Regions from separate parts of the Mus musculus genome. Here region 2 is linked to region 1. The links are chromatin contacts, called in public Hi-C maps. All regions are on one chromosome and are shown on one strand. The core of a region is the stretch at or near the end of the contact, and the rest is flanking DNA. Distances in the headings are between cores, read along the strand shown. Region 1 overlaps Ets1 (E26 avian leukemia oncogene 1, 5' domain). Region 2 overlaps Gm27166 (a long non-coding RNA gene).

Region 1 (4,070 bases), core at 951-3,450:
CTACAACATTCCTGGCACTCTTGATAAACTCCAGATATGTGGTGAATGTTGCCATTGGAATAAAAACTGCAATAAGCCAGAAGATGGAAAAAAAATATATACACCACACCTGTTTCACACTACCTTTGAAGTCAGGCCCATCAGAGAAGCCAATGATACTGTTCTTCTCTGGATACCTCTATAGTGTACTAAGCTATCATGCACTTTAAAAACAAAGTTTCACTCTCTATAACAGACTATGATGCTACACAGCCCACGCAGGGAATCCAGAAGGATCCCATAGCAAATCCGATCATCTTTAATAATAGTTAAGCAAAGCATGTAGGCCAAAATCAAATCTCTCCCAGTCTCTCACACACATGGGACTAAATAAGATCAAAATATGCCCAGGGTATATTCCTTCCCACTCGCAGGAACTTTGTAGACTGGTAAACACACATAGACTTAGTGATGTACTATGTGACAAGTCATAAATTAAGTAACAAAAAGCAGAATATAATTAAAATTATATTGCTTTCAATAGAGTTATTATTGAAGCATCTGGGATCAACTAAGCCAGGGAGCCTTTCCAGGATCCCTATCATAAAAAGACAGAGGCAGAGTGGACAGTAGCACTTACTGATGAAGTAATCCGAGGTGTAACAGGATTCTGGGTAGGTAGGGTTGGCTCCATTAACCTGATATGGTTTCACATCCTCTGTAAGAAACAAACCAGGGAATAAAATGAAGATAACACGCAAGTGACATGTGACCTGCAAGGATCTTAAAACACAAGGACCCCAACAATCTCAACCGATTTTTTCTAGGAAGTCTGTAAGCACACTACAGGAGTTGGGGTCTTGGTTGTCTGGATGGAGCCTTATCTCAGGATGACATCACTAAAGTACGGCTGAGCTTAACATATCAGCAGCTGTGAAACGGGATTGGTCCATTTATCTTGGGAGGAGACCCAGTGGGCAATCACTGAGGGTTGAGAGAACGGGCATCCCTATTGGGTGGTGTCTTGCTGTTTCCCTTCAGAGAACTGAATCTTCAGGCTCAAGTGTGGGGATGTCTCAAGGACCAAGATCAGCACCTAACACTCAAACGGGTCGACTAAAACCCATTTCAGAACACACGCTAGCCTTCAGGCAAGTGGGTATTTGTATCCTCCACTTTTTGCAGATATCTGGATTGTTTTTGTCCTTTTGAATTCTGCTTTTCTCATTGTTCTCAGAATTCAAGTTCAGGCCCAGACAAGAAGCAGGACTCTGGTAAGGTGACGCCACTCAGTGAACTGTGAGGACTTATGTAAAGTAACAGAAGCCAACACGTCCACACTGCCTAGATTCCAACTTCATTAGGACCCAGGAAGAAATAAAGTGTAGCGGAGAGCCGATCTTTCGCAGTGGGGCTCGGGGTACTCTGCTACCCCAGAATCAATCGCAGTAGCTGTCGACACTCTACAGAGCCTGACTGCATTTCTTTGCAAAGATCAGTCATCAAGAGAGACTGCTGATACGGGTTTTTCCTCAGGTACCTGCTAGCCTCCTGAGAGCAAAGGCTGATGGGAAAACAAGTTTATGCCTGCACTCAAAAAAAAAAAGTTCCCAGTTGAGATAAAATGATTACACACTGCTTGAGCGGCTTATCAGATTCAAACATCCCCTGCACCTTTGGCCTCCAGCTCCACCCCAAGCAGCTATGCTCTCTGGCTGCCATGCTGCTCCTGTTAGATCAACAGAAGGGACGCTGTCCTACGCACAAACGTCCCTGTCATCCCTTCAGAAACGGAAATCCATAGCCTGACAGTTTTACTGCCTCAAGCAACGGGACCCTGGCTAGGATGACCGGACTTGCCTCCTCACACCGACTCCATTACACCCTGCTTCACTTCAAATCCCTGACAATGCTCCTCTGCATGAACACTGTCAATAGTCTAATCCTGTCTCAGTGGTAGAGTTTCCTCGGAGCATCACAGCAAGAGCACTGGGTGAGAAGTGAAACGAAAACAGACTTGGAAGTAAGTAAAGTTTAAAGGGTCGATCACTGATTGTGGCTAATTTCAAGAGTTTATATTTGGCAGCACTTTGGAATCAAGGATATGAACAGACCATGATCAGCCTCTGACAGACCGAGACTACCCCCAGCTCTGGGTACGTCCACTGCAGGAATTCATTTAGAGTTCACAGAAGCACCATATTGACAGACTATGTTTGGTTTCATGGTCTGGTGCAACCTGCTGTTGTGTTCAGAAGACAGAAGTTAAACCGGTGCTGCGTAGAGTCTGCCACATCCTTCTTTATCCTCCTATGAACAGGTCAATTATGTCAGTGCCTAGGGGTCTGCACCAGTGCCCTTCCTACAGCGAGCAGTTGTCCAGTCCTGAGTAGCAGCAGCCACAGGAAGAGCTACCAAGTCCTTAACTGTGTTCATCCAGGGATCAGTTTCGACAAGAAGCTGAGGTGGAGGAAGACATACCACATTCATATGCCCAGAGGATTGGAACCTAGGTCTCTAGGTCTCTAGAGTGAGGTGTTCGTTCTCTTAAACAAAGGAAGGTCTTACATGGACTGAGCTGTGTGCCCTGCCCCCAGATGCTGTGCCTAGAGATTGAGGCTGGTAACCACAGGGAAAGGGTGGGCCTGGTTACAGAGGGCAGCAGGCTTCTAGGCTTACAGTCAGCTGTAGGGCACTGCTGACTGCTGGTAACTGCCATTTATTTTAAGAAGAAATTTAGACAAATAAGCACAGAAACACCCAAGTTTGCGGCCCGCTGCTGTTGCTATACTCAGCCGGAGCTACGGGACATGAGTCACTTGGTCCAAAAAGGTTAGAAGAGGCCAGGCCAGTAGAGGAGGCTGTGTCATTACAAGGTTGCAACACCACGTCCTGATATAACCCTAGCTTTGGCTCCAAATGTAAAAGGTATTCTACGCTGCCTTAATCCCAAGCCAGTGACTGGCAGAGAAACTTGTCTTGCTAATGGGCTTGGAAAAGCTGTACTCTCCTGTTACCAGAGAGAATACACCACAGACCAACGGAGTATATATCAAACGTTCCAGAGCAGGTGAAACTCCTGTTTTATATATCCAGATTTATTTAAGTTCAGACACTATTTATTCAAATAATGTATGGGTCTAAGAAAATAACTCGAATTGTATACAAGATGCTAGAGAAGTACAATCTTGTTTAAAAAAAAAATAAAATATGAACTCCTAAGGCAGAGAAGAAAATAAGCCAACATGTATTGAGCTCTTGCTTTGAGCCAAACACAGCCCCACATACCGTCTATACCATGGCTGAACACCCACAGGCAACAACAGCAAGAGCATCCCACTGTTGGGCCAGCCTTCCTCCTACTCTTAGAGAAACTCCACCCAGTGCCCCTCCCCATTTGCACACATTTACCTTTCTGCAGGATCTCTAGATGCTCCCACAGGATATCCCCAACAAAGTCTGGAGCCAGCTCGAGGAAGCATTCTTTACCCAGGGCACACAGTGCTGCTCCACTCATACAGAACTTCTGGAAGTCCACACCTTTCAGGCTGAACTCATTCACAGCCCACATCACCCAGTCCCGGACGTGGGTTTCTGTCCACTGCCGGGGGTCTGAGAAGAGAGGCCAAGCGAGGATATAGTAGGTCAGGCTGGGAGAAGGCAGGGAAGGGCCGAAACAGAGCTGACGATGCTAGTTACTCTACACCTTGGGAGCAGCATCTTGTCCAGCACCTCTCAGACTCTTCCTCCCTCATCTAGCACCCCACTTTCCCATCTCCTCAGCTAGGAGGAGCTAAAATCAGCCAACAGCAATTCCCTGCTTTTTTTTTTTTCAGGCCAAGATTTCCATTGATCTCCTCTCTCACCCTGATTCTCATTAAAAAATATCAAAAGCCCCCAGATAAGGGACTATGCCTTCTTTAATGGCAATAGCAATGGAAAGTGTTTCCCACAAACTGCACATGCCTCTTTCTGCTCTCAACGCTGCAATACACTTGAGATTTTTTTATACTCAATTATTTTTTATCTTAGCCACTCAGGTTTTATAATAATCACAGCAATTAGTAATGGTAAGTCATTGAAGTATCATT
Region 2 (4,070 bases), core at 863-3,362, 330 kb before region 1:
TATAAAAATCTCAGTGGATTGCCCAGGTTAGACCCCCTTCATCCATGTCCATCTAAGGGTGTGAGGCCCTCATCTTCTGTCTCTGTAGATTTAGGTCTGGGTCAAAGGGCAGGAAGAAAATAATGACCGATTGAACTGTCTAGTGACTTTCTGTGTCATCAAATGTTGCTTGTTGCAAACTCAGTCCCATGTCCTGTGAGCTCTCTCTGTAAACTTGATCTCTGGGCCCATGTAGGGCCTTTGGAGTGCTTGCAGAACAATCTGTGTTCTGACCTTAGTGTCACTGGGCTCATAAATCACATGAGGCAGAAACAAAATGGTCTGGATCTGCCATGGACTAAGGTGGCATAAAGGAGAAAAGGATGGGCTGAGGAGCTAAGTAGAAAATTTGGCTTGGGACTGATAAGGGATGAACCTTAGCTACTCTGCAGAATGTATCCCATATTGTGGGGCAGAAGGTGTCAAACCAATATTATCTCATAGAAACAATTCTTGAATAGGGAGGAGTCTCATTGGTTGACACATTAACCAATTCACAGTTGAAACATGGAAAATGTTTAAACCATGATTCTGTTCTTAGCCAAATTCTGTCAAGTAAATTCTTTCGTTGTCTTTCTTCCTTCCTTCCTTCCTTCCTTCCTTCCTTCCTTCCTTCCTTCCTTTCTTTCTTTCTTTCTTTCTTTCTTTCTTTCTTTCTCTCTTTCTCTCTCTCTTTCCTTCCTTCCTTCCTTCCTTCCTTCCTCCCTCCCTTCCTTCCTTCCTCCCTCACTTTCTCCCTTCCTTCCTTCCTTTCTCCCTTCCTTCCTTCCTTCCTTCCTTCCTTCCTTCCTTTCTCCCTTCCTTCCTTCCTTTCTTTCTTTCCTTCTTTCTTTCAGTAATTCATTCTGTCATTAGGTGCTTGTCTTGGTAAATCTCTGTGTCAGATACGGTTCTCAGTATTAAATAGAACATCCCACTGATTAAACACTATCTATAATTCAGCAGCCTGGGAGGGCAGTAGAGATGGAAGGAAAAGTACCATGTGAAGAACATTATAGGGAGAAAAGGAGAGGAACATGTATTACATAGATTGTTGTTTTAAATATAAACATTTTCATGTTATTTAATTTTCATTGCTTAATTAATTTTAATTGACAGTAATTATGCATCTCCACAGGGTAAAGGATGATGCTTTGCTACATATAGACACTAGACAATAATTGAGTCAGTGTATTCAGCATCAGCATCATCTCATACACTCATACTTGGTCTGAGGACATTGAAATTCTACTCAACCTCACAAAAGGAAGTTCTGTCATCTACAGCAACATAGACAAATAAAAGGGCAATATTTTATAGAGAATGCAAAAGCATGCAGCTTTTCCATCTCCACACCCTCGCCTGTCTCCTACTCCCACACTGCTTCATGTAGTGTGATGGCTATTGTCCTTCAATTCATGAACCTCCCTAGACCCCTCACAGGCAAAGTCCATGGTAGGCAAAATCCAATGGTAAATGGAATCCCTTCTATAAACTGACACAATATTTATGTGCCCCCCCACACACTTGTGTACAATTGGAAGAAAGTGGAAATAGTTGGATATTTGGTTAATTATTACCAGAAATAAATCGAAATTAAGCCAAAAGAGGAGGTCAGTGCCCCAATGAAACAGCAAAGAATTGGAACAGTGCAAACTCATGATTGACATGCTGTCAAGAAACTGCTGGTATCACTCAATTTTTGTTTTGTGTTGTTGTTGTTGTTGTTGTTGTTGTTGTTGTTGTTGTTGTTTTGCAAGCATATGCTCTCCTTCTTCCAATTGCTCTCCTATTTACTTCCTCTTGCTTATTTCTTGGGGAAGCATAACAAAATCTCTCTAGCTCTCTATTTAAATTATTCTGGAAAATAGATAACTTGGCCCAACTTGACCAAGTACCATCTCCCATATCAAATAATAGTGGGAAGAGTGGGGCAGGCTTTGGTTCCATGGGAATGACAGTCACCACATGGGCATGGGACTCTAATGGGGATGAGAAAGCAATAATGGATACATAAACTCAAAGCTCTGAATCACCCACTGGGCTCTTGGGTCTTTGACTATGCTGCCTGTAATAATGAACTGAGTCAGGACTCTGAAGAAAGGAGCATGAAGAAACAGAGATGACTCAACAGGTAAAGGCACCCAAGCCAGAGGACCTGAGTTTGATCCTGTGAATCTGCATGGTTGGAGAAAATGACTGACTCCAGAAAGTTGTCCTCTGACTTTCATACATCATGGCTTACATGCGCATGCATACACATATGGGCACACACACATAGTTCATTGTTTTGGAGGTAGAGAGTGGCACTTCTTAAATGAAACCACAGTACAAGAAATGTGTTGTAATATTGTGAGGGGTCAGATAGAGACAGGACCAATGATCTGGAAAGAGCAAAGAACAAGGTCACGTGATGAGGGAGAGTCTGGAGAAAAACTGAAAAAAAACTATTAGTGGCTCCATTATTTTATGGGATTAAGGCCAGGAACACACAAAGATAAGCTTGATGTTGCGTTCCCACAGACTGAAGATGCTCACTGGCTTTTAACATCATCCTTGCTGCCCAGCCTCTGCTCTCTGCATAGGAATCCCCTCTTTGCAGTAAATATGCTATCATAAAGAAACCCCTACAGCTAAATTTAGTCTGTGTTTAAGGATATATTCTGCCTTAATTTTAGACTCTTCAAACAAACCAAGCACATCCCTGCTTAGAGCCAGTGTTCTTAGTTGCTCTCTGCATTTACAGTTAAAAAAAGTTCTCAGTTACCTGTAATACTTCTTAACAAGATCCCTTTAGGTATTTCTTGTCACATATCTCTTTTCTGCCTAGCCTACCTTAGTATTACTGGGAACTCAAAGGCTTGATTTTGCTCATTTTTATTGGAAAATAAATATGGGTATCATAAATTCCAAAGAATGCTTTTATTTTTTATTGACTATTTTTGCTCATTGGAGTATACCTTCCATGTGTATGTGGTGATATGTACTGTTTGCTGAAGTACTTTTCCCTTCTAGAATATTCCTAAGGCTGTGCAGTTGCCTGTTAGGTATTTGTAGCAATTTGTAGCATGAATCCCTTCTGGCTATAGTTAGTAGTCATCATGTTAGGTTGAAATAATCCTTGAGACAGAAAGCTACCTGTAAAAGACCTATGATTTCTCTCATTGCCACATGACAGCAAATAGTCTTTATTTCCAAGGTATGAGAACAGACCAACCTCTTTGTAGTGTTTTAGCGAAGTTTAGAACAGGAATAAGTGACCAGTAGTTCGGTACAGGACATAAAGTCCAGTAACTGGAGAACTGGAATGATGGCTCAGGAGTTAAGGGCACTTTCTGCTCTAGAAGAAACCCTAAGTGTTATTCCCCTAACTCACAATGTGGCTCACAACCATTTACAACTCTAGGGATCTGCGTTCCTGCTTTGACCTCTGAGGGCACCACACATGCATATGGTACATATATATTCCTTCAGGCAAAACATTCACATACATTTTTTTAATCTTAAAAAATATTTAAATAAGAAAATAACACTTCTTACAGTCTCTCCATCTTTGCAAGTTCAACCCCTACTGCAAACAAAAGGTAAAGGGAGTGGTAGTAGTTGACTACAGATAGACCCGCTCAGGGTCCCCAAAACAGGATCTAACATCATCAGGTGATAGCAATCAACTACCTGGGTTAGTTCAAACGGACTTCACCTGTTAGATTTCTCCTAGTAAACTTTTCCTGCATCATATATATATATATATATATATATATATATATATATATATATATATATAATATATAGAATTCTGGAAATAGGCTTCCAAAGAAAGCACACCATATCCTGATAGTACCTACCTTATGATAGGCAAAAGGGGCAGAGAGAAAGAGAGAGAGAGAGAGAGAGAGAGAGAGAGAGAGAGAGAGAGAGAGAGATCCAATCTCCAGACTTGTATACCAGCATCAAAGATACTGCTTGGCTCAGCCAGTTCTTTTGCTAGAGTGTATTCTTGCTTCCTATGGTTAATCTTTTGACTACCTGCTTTATTGCGGTTTCCCCTCTGA

The links. Hi-C and Micro-C count contacts between places; a contact is called where the count stands out from the background.
Region 2: a Hi-C map of liver shows a contact between it and region 1, with 1.5 times the contacts expected there. The contact joins two enhancer-like sites. A contact is called at or near these places in 3 of 484 Hi-C or Micro-C datasets (cranial neural crest, liver and regulatory T cells) and 2 of 115 datasets of contacts at active chromatin or transcription factors (both in regulatory T cells).

What each region holds. Positions count from the first base shown.
Region 1 is chr9:32,729,576-32,733,645 of GRCm38.p6, reverse strand. Ets1 (E26 avian leukemia oncogene 1, 5' domain) reads right to left here. Exons shown (of 10, transcript NM_001372534.1): 5 at 3,391-3,591; 6 at 620-697. Among named protein-coding and RNA genes, the nearest start is that of Gm3331, 52 kb to the left of the region's middle. Within about 2 kb of position 2,200, at least 80 of the 459 cell types and tissues checked have an H3K27ac peak or open chromatin away from gene starts, as enhancers often do. A contact at or near this core is called in liver, where this site is marked.
Region 2 is chr9:33,063,868-33,067,937 of GRCm38.p6, reverse strand. All of the region lies in intron 1 of Gm27166 (a long non-coding RNA gene), which reads right to left. Among named protein-coding and RNA genes, the nearest start is that of Gm27166, 34 kb to the right of the region's middle. Within about 2 kb of position 2,112, at least 2 of the 459 cell types and tissues checked have an H3K27ac peak or open chromatin away from gene starts, as enhancers often do. A contact at or near this core is called in liver, where this site is marked.